Linked DNA regions of Capra hircus: region 1 is linked to region 2. A link is a contact called in public Hi-C data. All regions are on one chromosome and are shown on one strand. The core of a region is the stretch at or near the end of the contact, and the rest is flanking DNA. Distances in the headings are between cores, read along the strand shown. Region 1 holds the start of AHNAK (neuroblast differentiation-associated protein AHNAK). Region 2 has its middle 54 kb from the start of ASRGL1.

Region 1 (6,387 bases), core at 1,560-4,059, 100 kb after region 2:
AGGAATCCAGGTCGGTGGTGCCCGGGGAACTCCCAGCCAAGGCCTTCCTGGGACAAAGGTGACCCCAGGACCCCCCCAACCCATTCCCTGCCCTTGACCCAATGATGGCCATCTCCCTTCACAGGTCTCCCAGGAGTCACTTCTTTGGGTCCCACTTTGAGCCCTGGACCTGCAGTTACATCCCCCTCAACTGGCTGACTCTGCTCCATGGGTGGGAGAGGAGCCAACCAGAGTCTGGCTGGTTCAAGTCCTCAGCTCTTCACAAAGTTGCCCTGACAAAGACCCCCGAATCACTGCTGGGGCCCCCCCAGCATCTGCAGTAAGCCCTACCTATGTGGCTTCTTATGTGTCTTGGTTCCCTGAACAATGTCCCTGCGTATAACCTTTAAGGACAAGGCTCTGGGGAGGGCCACAGACACCCTCCGATCCCCGTGGCTAATACCCCAGACCCTTTGTCCTCTGCTAGCCCACCTCTCATGCCCCCACCCCCCTCCCCGTCCTCTCCCCCCCACCCCAATGCCCGGACCTCACCCCTCAGCCGAGGGCTCCCTTCTCTCCCCACTCGGCATACACACCCCAATCGAGGGCTAGCCCAACCCACCATCCTTTGGGGCCAACTAGAAGGAAGCTTCCCCACTGAGCTTCAGAAAGGAAGTGAGTGCCACACCCTGCCCCAGGGATTTCCCTCCTGGGGGCAGAAGAGAGGGAGCACCAAAGGAGAAGCTACTCCCCGAATTAAGCCCCAGCCCTGATGAGGGGGCCCTAAAATGCCTTCCAATGCACCTTCAACCCCTCTCCTTTCCCCTGACTCCTTTGCCTTCTTCTATCACCCCAGCCCTCCAAAGCATCACGGTGTCGCCCAAAATCAACCCAGTCTCTCTCATGTTCTAGGCTGTGCAAGACAGGGCACACGATCCCTGCAGTCAGAGGCTGGATCCTAGTCGAGGAAACTGTTTCAGAACCCGGAGGTAACTATCTGGGTCCCTTTTCCTCCAAAGGTCCAGGACCTGCTCTAAGGACCTCGCTGGCATGGGAGGATCCCACGGTGCCTTTTCAGAGATCCACTCCGCAGGACAGGGCACCCAGCAGCAGGCTCCCTGGGGGCACCTCACCACCTCCTGGGTGGCAGCCACGCCCTGCAAAAGGCACACACGAGGCTCACAATTCTCTGGGGCCACAAAGTGCAGAGGCGCCAGTGCCCTGCCCACGTAGTGCAGGGGTCCAGTTAGATGCCCCGTCTGCCCATTCGGCTCCCCTCCCACCCACGGAGCAGAGTCAGCCTTGCTCAGACCCACGTGTCCCTCGTGGCTAGCGACGCCAAAGGCCTGCGCCCCCGCATCCCGGGGCCCTGGCACTGCAGGGGGCACCGAGCCCGCCAGCGGAGGGCCAGCCCTCGCGCACTGCACACCCTCTCCCGGCATGGGAAAGCCTTATATAACACAGTTCTCCGAACACACCCTAAGCCCGGAGACCTTCCAACTCCCCAGCAGGACCTCGCCCCTCCACCGTCGCCCCAAGAGCGCGCCGCGGGAGCGGAGGGGTCCGAGGAGGGGAGTTGAGCCCTCCTCCTCCTACGCCCGCCGGACTCCGGCCCCCGCCTCCCACACAAGCCCCGTCGCCCCCCTCCCCTTTACCCCTCGCCACTCCTCCCCGAGTTCTGGTTTGAATTAGTCACCGGCTCCAACCACCACATTCCTCAGGCTGCTGGCGCCGAGCCAGGCGCTGGGGCGGGGGCCATCCCGCCCGGACGGGTTTGGGAGTGGGGTTGGGGAGAGAGCGCCGCCTCTGAAGGGGAAGGGGCGGTCCCGAGGGCCGCGCCGCTGCACAGCCCCACTCCCCGCCCACCCCCAGTGCAAGAATCTCCCCAGCTATGTCCCCCACCCCCACTCCCACCAGTCCCGCCGCGGGGCGCGCTGCAAACTTCCCGGCTCCGCCGCCCTAGAGGAAGAAGGGATTTTTTCTGGAGCTGGGAACACCGAGGGGCAAGACTAGGGCGGGGCAGCCGAAGGGTGGCTGAGGGGCCGCCGGGAGCCAGAAAGGGAGAGGCTGGTGGTGCAGAACTGGGTGGGGCCCCGAGGACTCGGGACGCGAAGTCAGGGGCGGAGGTGTGGGGCGCAGGGAGGGACGGCGGACGGGGTGCGCGGCGCGGGGGCGCAGGGGCGCCGGGAGGGGCCGAGAGGCCGCGCCTCGATCTCGGAAACTTCTCGAGTAAACACGGAATAGGCACAGAACAGCTCGCCGAGCCACCGCCCCATGGAGAAGGAGGGGGTGGGACAGGGTTACCGGGCAAAAAACCGGAGTCCGGCCGTGCAGCAGGGACAACGATCAGCCCTCGAGAGACAGACGGACTGGAGCAAACCGCGCCTCGGAGCGATTTTCCGACTTTGCCCAACTTGCGCCCCTTCCAACGCCCCAACTCCAGAGGCGGAGCTCCTTTCCCAGGGCGCTACGCTTGGCCTCCCGGTGGCGGCCCGGGGCTGCCCACCTTGCTCCAAGTTGAGCCTTCACAGTGACACCCACCCAAAGCGCCTCGCCCAAGTCCTGCCACCCACCTCCCCTCCCGCGTTCCCGGCGTCGCGTTCCCTGATCGCGCCAAGGTGCGCAGGAGGCCCCTACCTGCGCGCTCAGCCCCAGGGCACAGCCATAGCCGACGCGGGGCCCGAGGTCGCGGTGCTGAGGCTGCTGCAGGCGGCGAGCCCCGGTCGGGGCGGGTCCGGCAGGGCGGGCGGTGCAGTCCCCGCGGCGGAGCTGCTCCGAGTGGCCGGGCCCCTGCGCGCGGAGGCGGCTCTTGTAACTCCGGCTCCAGCGGGCGGGTCTGCCCCGAGCTGTGGGGAGAGGGCGGGGCCGGGCGGGGCCGGAGCTGGGCTGGGACGGGCGAGCCGGGCCGACCCTGCTGGGACCCGAAAGCGGGCTGCTGGGAGGGCACCGGGGGCGCGGGGACCCGGGGGCGCGGCACATCCGAGGTGCTGCCTTCCCCTGGCCCCATCCACTGCCCACCCCGGCCCCGCCGTGCCTGGATTTGCCCCGACTTAGGCGGGTGGCTTCTTCTGCAAGAAACTCTTGGAAGCTGGACCTGCGAATCAGCCCATTTTGCAAGAAGGACCCATGGGGTCCGGCGGCTGGAGGGGCTTGAGTGATTCAGCCGCGGCCTCCAGCCTGACGCGGACCTTTGAGTTTTCTCTCAACGCTGCCCACTACCCTTCTAATCCTAGGCCCCAGGTTCTTCACTTGGTTCTTCACGCAGCCGCGCCCACTTCTCGCCCTCCCTCTTTCTGGGCGCCCCTCAGCCCCTCCCCGCCCCCAGAACCGGCCTGGAGACGCTGGCCCCACCTGCTGGAGCCAGGGTCACCAGCGCCCCGCGCCACCGTGCCGCTCTGGCCGCTGCAGCGACACGGGAGTCAGGCCTGCACCCCTTGGAGGAGCAGAGTCCTTGCTGCCTACCTCCCTGTCCCCCACTCTCTATTTCTGCTCGGACCCCCTCCTCCACCGCCCCACTCCCCTGGACGCTGAGTTTCCAATTTTACAGCCATTTCCCACAGCCACTTCTAACTACACGGAGATTTTATTAAACATTTAATGACGGGGTGCGGGGGGGCCTTCTGGCTTCACCCTCATTCTCTTCTCCCCCATGAATCCTCTTATCCTCCCTTCTGGATGGCCACCCACTGCCCACGTGGAGCCAGTTTTTCTTTCCTCTGGAATGCTGGGGAAGTGAGACCCCAGGCTGGAGACCTGAGAAGACCTGGCCCGCTGTACCATCCTGAGTGGGCTGGGGCTGAGACGAGCGGCCCTGTCCTCTGAAATGGCAAACATGTTTACAGGCTAAAAATACCCAACAGCCAACTCCACTGCCAGCCCTGGGGGCTGTGTCCCAGGTCCAGTTACCGGCATAGGGTACAGGCGTGGGGGAGGGAAGACCCAGCCAAAGGAGCCACAGACAGGCAGGCAGTCAGATAATGGACACAGAAGGGTGGAGACATGTGTGTAGACATTCAGACCGGCACCAACATGCAGAGACACATAGTCAAAGCACAGACTTGGGCACTGGCAATCTCTCATATTTTCTCTCTCTCTCTCTCACACACACACACACACACATTCACACACACACACACATTCACACACACACACACAGTGACTCAAACCCAGAGCAGAGGCAGTTCCACCACCTGTATCACAAGCAGAGAATCAGAAACCCAGACTTTTAGAATCACCTCCACCTCCACTGTGGTCTGCTCCTCTTTGCCAGCACCTACCTTATTTAAAGAAAAAAAAAAAAAAATCAACTTTGGGATGCTTTAAAAAAATAAAAGCAACAGCTAATTATTTCCGATATCAATGTTTTTTTAATTTTATTTCATATTAAATAACATGTATTCAGTTTTTAAAATACAGACCAAGGATACAGATAAAGTGGCCTGTGACCCTACAAGTCTGATTAATCCTTGTTGCTGTTTCAGAGATAAAATCAATACCTCTATAGGGTGAAGGACGTCAGTACGGAAAAGCAGAACAGTAAAAAGTAGATGATTCCCTCCACCCCTAAGCTAGTCCCTCTCCCCCAAAACAACCACAGTTAACAGTTTATCAGAGGAGTGTTAACTTTACGAAATGAATCATTTGGTTCCTTGAAAGTGTGAGGGCTTCCAATGCATGTTGAAATGGGAGCTGATCAACAGCTAGGTTTTTCAGAAAGATAACTATGATATGACATACGCCACAAAGATAGGGGGTCTGCACAAAGGGCCATGGGAATTTGGAGGGAGGGGCTGGAACAGGAAAGGAAGAGTGTGGAAGGGTGTGGATATTGCGCCTTCAACTCAGCGGGGACTCCCTCAGCCCCCCAGGCGTGAAAGAGCAGAGGCTGGTGTCCTGGGCTCAGAGCCAACTTATCAGCTCCATTGTTTGTTCTGGCCACCCTCTTGGTCAACAGAGAAGGCAGGAGAGGCCGGTCTGGGGAGCAGCTTCAGAGCAGGGATTACTGTCCAGGTACTTGGTTCAGGGGCACGAGTGTGAGGGTACCTGGTGGGAGGTGGTCCTGCGGAGTGGCTCCTCCCCCACTTCTAGGCTAGGAGGATACAGAAGGGGTAAACTAGACTCTGCCGCCTAAAAAGCCAGGACCCTACTTGCCGCACCAAAGCTGGCAGGGAAAGGGAATATTTTCAACAGTCTTCAATGGTGCAAATGGAGACACAACACTTTTAAAGATTTCTGCCACCCCTTCTCTTTCTGCCTACTGCTGTAGCCCCCACCTTTCACCCCTTCTCCCCAAGAGCTACCTTCATGGTGATCTTGTCTGACACTGCTGTAGGCACCTTGTGTGTCAGCCCATTTACTCCTCACACGCAGGAAGGAAATGGTCCGGAAGAGGGGCAGTGATTTACCTAAAATCACATAACCTTCAGAAGCTGGACTCAAAGCTCCCATCCACATCTAAGCTCCAGGAGGGCAGGCACTGTTTGCTTTCTGCTGTGTACTCTGTGTCTACAGCAGCAGCTGGCACCTGGCAATCACGCCAGAACAGTTTGCTAAAAAAGTGAATGAATGAATAAACTGCAGATATAACTGGCCCCAAAGCCCTTGTTCTTCTTTTTTTAAATAATTTTTTTGGCCATGAATGTAGGATCTTAGTTCCTTGACCAGGGATCGAACCTGCACTGTGCCTCTGGCATTGGAAGCTTGGAGTCTAACCAATGGCCCACCAGAGAAGTCCCCCCTAAAGTTCTTGTTCTTTATACAACAGCACCCTGTACCCCACAAGGTTCCCTCACTCTCAGCCCCCACGTGTAGTTCTCTCATGCAGCTTTGCACAAACATTTACTGTGTCCAGCCCTGGGCCAGGGGTAGGTGATGGTGGTGGTGGTGGTACAGGTAAGAGAGTCCTTGACAAGACGGAATCCCTGCCTCCAGGTGCTCAGTCCAGAAAGATCTAGCCTCTGATGCTACCTAACCCTAACCCTTGTACTCTGAGTCCCATGCTTAAAAACTGGATGTCATCTTTTCTTCCAGATCTTTTACACCCATATCTTACTCCCCCAACAAAGACACACTGTTTTTTAGTTAAAAGGAGTTCTCTCCGTCTGAACATTGTTTCATATTTCCCCGGCAAAGTAAGGACTACCCAGGGATCTGAGAGGACTTCAGCCTTCCCGCTGGTGCTCCACTGCCCTTCAGAAGTGTCCCATACCACACAGTCCTCCAGACCCACTGGAAAAGCAAGGTCAGCTCTAGGACTCATCATCACTGGGATACCCCAGCTTCGCCAGAAGTGCCACTCCCACCCCGGGGGTTCCCTGATTTGTAGGTAGTAAGTGTGTGATGAACCCTGGGCTCCTGTGTTGCCAGGCAACGTGCCTCTGTTTTGTTCTTATTATGCCTGTTTCTATA
Region 2 (6,383 bases), core at 2,804-5,303:
GGCTGGGGATAGGGGCAGAGGCGTGTCTGCGGGTGGATGAGCCCACAGGCCTGGCGCCCACGGCAGATGTCCCTTCCGAGCCAGGCTCGGGGGCTCGTGCTTGGCGGGTACGAGTGCCTCTTCCTGCCAGAGCCTAACTTTGTCACGTGGACTCCGACCATCACTAACCATCAGTAAGAGGTATGTTTCCGGTGGGAGCCAAAACCCTTTGCGGCCTCTCCCCAGCCCCCACACACCACACCAAAAAAAAAAAAAAAAAAAAAAGTCAGATCAGCAGCTTCTATTCTCAGAGCTCCGCCTGGAAAGAGCTGGTAGCACCTTGTCCGTTGCAACCCAGGAAGCAGAAGAAAGGCTCAGGCAAGCTACAAAAAGCTGGCCACAACCCAGAAAGCATCCACTTGGCGCCAAAGAGCCAATTGCTTGGAGCATCACCCTCCAGGGCGGGGGTGAGGGGGCCCCTAGCTCTTGTGGACAGGCTCAGCTGTGTGCATCTGGGCCAGGCCCCGGCAGGGAGCTGGCCAGTCTAGACACGGGCCTGGATACAGGGGATCTCTCCTCTCTGTTCTCCAGCATCCACAGAGGTGTGCCCCAGCCTTCTGTATGCCTTGGGAAACCTCCTCACAGGCACGCCTTCCAGCTACGCGGCTGCCCTGGAACCTTTTAGCCCTGACGAAGACATGAAAGAAGCAACAAGACAGCTGAAGGCGCTGATAGACACCCTCTCCCCGAAGGCCAAGGACAGCGTGTTACAGCTCATGGTACATGGCTCCCTCCAACCCCGCTGCCCGCGTCCCGGGGCTGCAGCGTCACCCGCTCCGGGGCACGCGTGCATGCTCAGCCCATCAGTCGCGTCCAGCCCTGCAACTCCATGGGCTGCAGCCCGCCAGGCTCCTCTGCCCACGCGATTTTCCAAGCAAGCATACTGGCGCTGTGCTGTGCCTAGTCGCTCAGTCACGCCTGCCTCTTTGTGACCCCGTGGGCTGTAACCCACCAGCCTCCTCTGTCCATGGGGATTCTCTAGGCAAGAATACTGGAGTGGGTTGCCATGCCCTCCTCCAGGGGATCTTCCCAACCCAGGGATCGAACCCAGGTCTCCCGCACTGAAGGCAGATTCTTTACCATCTGAGCCACCAGGGAAGCCCCAAGAATACTGGAGTGGGTAGCCTATCCCTTCTCCAGGGGATCTTCCAAACCCAAGGATCAAACCCACATCTTTTCCATCTCCTGCACTGGCAGACAGATTCTTTACCACTGTGTCACGAGAAGTCCCTACTGTGGGGACACTTTCCTAATCCAGAGAGGAGAGTCACAGTGTAAATGTCCCTGGGGAAGCAGGCACAGTCATCTTATCTTTTCTAAAGAAGCTCCTGAGGTACCATCCTGGCAGCCCAGTGGTTAAGACTCCCAGCTTCCACTGTAAGGGGCATGGGTTCAATCCCTAGTCAGGGTGGCAAAAAAAAAAAAAAAAATTTTTTTTTTAATTAAAAAAATTAAAACTAGAGAAGCTTCTGAGAAATAATCCAAGCTTAGCTCCTCCCACAAATACTGAAGCTCTTAGGTGACATTAAAGTTTCTGGGTCTGGCTTTGACATTTTCATTCACTATTGTATTGGGGATTTTGTTTGTTTGTTTTAGGGGAAAATAGTACAAAGCCCAGAGTGTGCTTAGGATTTAGAAGCTGAAGATCTCCACCTGCCGAGGCCCCTGCCACTCCCCGGATGCTCCTTTCACTCCGTCCCCACCAGCCCCGCCTGACTCCTGCAATAAAGTACAAGCAAGCATCTCATCTGTGTCCCCGCCTTTTTTATTCACCTGCTAGAATGAAAGGTGTGCCGCTGCTGGGGTAAGATTAGAGCAAAAAGAAAGGCAGTGGCCGTGGAAACACATCCCCAAGGGTCCAGGCCTTGTCTCACTTCCAGTCCACAGATGGGCAGACCAGCTTCTAGCACATACTCCCTTCCACGGGCAGAGAGCCAGCCTGGAAACATTCCCAGGGCCTTGCTCAAACCTGACCTACAGGGAACGGTGGGGGCGGGGGGGGGGGTGTCAGCAGGGGGAACGTTAGACATGGTGGCAGCTGACCTCAGGCTGACCTTCCAACCCCCATCCATTTAGTAATGAAATTCAGCGTTCTGTTTCTTCCAAGCCCTTTGGGATCCCTCTCTCGGTTTGAAAAAGAAATATTTAAGGTGATTATGCTACCCAGACATAACTGCAAACAAAGATGGAGTTTTCCAGAGAGTTCCATCTCCCAAAGATAAATGGGGGATCTCTGAAGCATTTTGACAGAGCAGTGCGGTGCTCTGAGGGGCTGACTGGCCCTGTGACAGTCTGCAATCACTTCCAGCGCAGATGGTCTCTTCCCACCTATGGAAGGATCCGATTCCTATAAGAAACTTAGAAAACAAAGGCTGGAGGGAGGAGCAGGTTCAATCCCTTGATTAGGGATGCAGGGTCCTTGAGGGGGACTCTGAGGACAGACAGGGTCTAGGGGGCGTCCCCAGAGAGGGTCGGTTAAGTGTTTCGCTTACTTCACATTCGCCGCATGGAATTATTCTCAAACTATTTTTTCAAGCAAAACCCCTCCTCTTGTGCATTTGCTACATCCTTTACCAGCCATCCTGATGAGGACATCCTATTTCCAGGCTGAAGGTGCAGGGGGTTATGGGTCAAGCCGTCCATTCACGTCACTCTCTGTCCCCAAGAGGCTAGTGGAGAGTGGGTGGGAGGGGGTCAGGCTGGTCAGTACCTGGTGACTGCCGCCCACGGGCAATGGTGCTCTTATTTAACCCCAAAGCCCTTCTCTGACTTGCCCCTGCCCCCCCTCCCCGCCATCCCTTAAGTCACACCCAGCCAACTTTCACTCAAAAAGTGAATCGGCCACCCCCTTCCTTCTTGCATGAAATCAATCCCCAGGTATTTACTGGCACTTGCCACGTGTTCATGGTGGCGCTCGGGGCTCTGAGGAAGCCAGGAGCAGATTTCACAACCCAGCAAATATGCATGAAGCGATTTCTCAGTGCACAAGCGCACTGAGGCCCAAGTAGAGCAGAGTGAAGACGACGGCGGCCTCTGGTCACAGGGAGCTAGTGACCTGATGGGGAAGATCGCCAGCCCCCCAAAAATCAACAGTTAAGAAGCAGACAGACAGATAGGTAAACCCGTGCTAAAAGCATGAAAGAAATGAAGGGAGGAGGCTCCCCTGGTGGCTCAGTGGTAAAGAATCTGCCTGTCAATGCAGGAGACACGGGTTCAACCCCTGATCCCGAAAGATCCCACATGCTGCAAGGTAACTAAGCCCATGCACCCCAAATGTTGAACGCGCGCTCTAGAGCCCAGGAGCCACAACTACCAAGCCCACGTGCCCTAGAGCCTGCACTCTGTAACAAGAGGAGCCACTGCAACGAGAATTCCAAGCTCCACGGCTAGAGGCAAACCCTCGCAGCAAAGAAGATCTAGCGCAGACAAAAATAAATACACAGGTAAAATTCGTTTGGAAAAAAGAAAAAAAGGGAGTGACGTAAGCAAGAGGGGCATGGACATGGGATTTCCTGGTGGTCCAGTGGTTAAGAATCTGCCTCGCAAAGCAGGGGATGCAGGGTCCATCCCTGGTCAGGGAACCAAGATCTCAAAGGCTGCAGAGCAACTAAGATCTGAGGCAGCCAAATAAATATTAAAAAAAAAAAAAGAGTAGCGTGGACAGGCCAGCCCAGGAACCCCTGGCTCAAGGTCTGAGCAGAGACAGGAGGGACTGGAGGAGATGGGGGAGGCAGCCAGAGGCAGAGGGGAAACAGGAGGACGATCAGGCAGGGGCACGGAGGGGACCATGGGAAGGCTGCCCAGGCTCCTTCCCGCACCCTTGCCCTCCCTGTGGCACCCTGGAGCCCTGCCCTTGGGCCCCAGGAGAAAATGCAGAACCTTCTGAAGAACCTTAGCTCTAGGTATCTCTCACCTGCCAGCAAACAGGCCAGACCTCCTCCCCTTATGTCCTACCATCCACCCAATATCTCAGTCTCCTCTTGTCCAAGAGAAATCTGATTCCCCCCTCCCTCCTCTCTCTTTCCAGCCTCTGTAAATTCCATCTTTAGCCTCCCAGCTGCTCTGGCCTGAAGCCAAGGGGCAGTCTCGACCCGTCCCTCTCCAGCACTGTCATGCCCAGCCAAGCAAGTCACCCGCAAACACCTCTGAGAACCGCCTGCCTGCCTACAGAGCCACCCTGGGCCCCACCCACCCCCTCACCTGCACAACCTGGGGGAGGAGGGCTCCTAACTGCCTCCCAGCTCACACTCAAGTGCCCTGCAGTCTGCTCTCTACAGTAAGGACAGACCCAGTTATCAAATGAAAACCCCCTTTCACAGCCTCTCCCCCACTCCAATCAAGTCCAGCTCTTGGAAGCTTCCCCACACTCTTCTCATCAACTGCAAATCCAGAATGCACCCATCACGGGTTCTCATCTCCCATCCTTCCCACTGCTCACTCCCTCTCTGCAGTCCACCCTGCTGGCCTGCAGTTCTTTTTGTTTTTTTAAGAACAAGCCACCAAGCCTGTTCCTACCTCAGGGCCTTTGCACAGGCCACACAGCATTAACTGCTGGAAACTGTTGACAATTGCTGTAAAAATTCACCCTAAGGACTTCCCTGGTGGTTCAATGGCTAAAACTCTGAGTTCCCAATGCAGGTGGCCTGGGTTCCATCCTTGGTTAGGGAACTGTCTAGACCCCCACATGCCACATCTAAAAGTTTGCATGCCACAGATAAAAGATTCCACACGCCATAGCAAGGACCAAAGATCCCACGTGCCACCACTAAGACCTGCACAGCCAAATAAATATATTTATTAAAATAAATAAATATTTATTTATTTAAAAAAAAAAGACTTGATGCCTCCAATGCGGGGGACGCCGGTTCCATTCCTGGTCGGGAAACTAAGATCCCACATGCCCTCTGGTGCGCCCCCCCAAAAGAAAAAAAAAATCGCCCTAGAGCAAAATAGGCAAAGACTAGAACTCATCCGAAACGTGGGTCCCATGTGGATATAAACACCCTCCAAACACCCCTTGTCCCAGGGCAATCAGTCCCTGACCCGGCCACACCATCCCCAGATACTGAATGAAAGGGGAGGACGCGCACAGGGAAAGCGGGAATGGAGAGGGCATCCGCAGAGGTCACAGAACGAGAGGGTTGCAGAGAGAAACCTCTTCGGTTCAGATTTTTCCAAGAAGCTACGTGGTCCCTCGGGGACGCGCCTTCCGCGCCTTCAGCAGCAGGCGCCACCATGGCCACTAGGGGGCAGTGTCGACCAAGGTGTCCAGGTCGGGGCTTCTGAGCCTTGCAGCTCCACGCAGCCTGGCTCAATCCGCGGGACGCATGATGAAGTGCAGTTCCTTTCTAGGTTTGGTGTTTGGGTTGTTGTTTTTTTTTTTTTTTTTTGGTATCATCTGTGATTGCTTTAACTTGATTTTTCAGGGTTGGTTTTTTTTTTTTTTTCTTAATAAGAATTCTGAGGAAAAACAGGGGCAGTCTTACAAAACTGCTGCCCGCTGAACCCTGCCAGGCATGTGTCAGCTCTTTTGGAATTAGTAATAATTCCCTTCCCGAACAATTGCGAGGGCCAGTCCAGCAGAATCTAGAACGTGAGATGGTCCGGAAGGTACAGAGGAGCCTCGGGCGCTAGCGGAGCGGGTCCTCTGACCTCCGTCCACCTTTTTTAACATCTCAAGTAACCTAATAATTAATTTTATTGATTGCTTACTCCCTGGCAAGCATTTCTGCAATTTCTTATTTCTTCCTCACACAATCCAGATTCAAAGCCAGACCCCCAACCCCTGCCCTACAGTAGAGAGTAGGATCCCAAAGGCAGGAATTTCCTGAGCTATTAACTGAAATGACACTGATGAAAAATGTCCACCTACCCCCCCAAAATATGCACCTACGTGCCGGCTTATGCAGACACACACACACACCCCCGGACTATAGCCATCTCACCCCTCCCTATCTGCCACAAAGGAGGGCCTGTGATTGTAAAAATTCCAGAGCCAGTCAGGGGAACTGACAATTCCAGCAGAGATTCTTGGTAGAGGGTGGGGCCTCCTTGGGGGTGGCGAGCCTCTTGCCTCCCCTCTCCCCCACTGCTGAGTCCCCCGGGTTCCTTTGCATCCAGGTCATCTTTAACTCACATACCTTGGCCATCCACCTAGGTGAGTGTTGTTCAAACAGATAAGGATCCAGGGCCATAAAAGGTTCAGAATTTTAATTACCTATTCAGAACTAGGGAAATATTTACCTAGGGCAAATACAGCAGGTATCTAGGGACAAAAGGAAGTCCAATTACATGGCAGGGAGAGTCTCCACCTCAGAGGAGCTGCAAATGTAGGCGATCCCAAG

The links. A called contact is a pair of places that touch in the nucleus more often than the background predicts.
Region 1: a contact with region 2 is called in a Hi-C map of blood, with 2.9 times the contacts expected there. The contact joins the promoter of AHNAK here to the enhancer-like site in region 2. A contact is called at or near these places in 3 of 5 Hi-C or Micro-C datasets (all in blood).

What each region holds. Positions count from the first base shown.
Region 1 is chr29:41,235,245-41,241,631 of ARS1.2, forward strand. It overlaps AHNAK (neuroblast differentiation-associated protein AHNAK), which reads right to left and starts at 2,810. Exons shown (of 6, transcript XM_018042689.1): 1 at 2,617-2,810.
Region 2 is chr29:41,131,533-41,137,915 of ARS1.2, forward strand. No RefSeq gene overlaps it. Among named protein-coding and RNA genes, the nearest start is that of ASRGL1, 54 kb to the left of the region's middle. Within about 2 kb of position 4,054, at least 4 of the 5 cell types and tissues checked have an H3K27ac peak or open chromatin away from gene starts, as enhancers often do.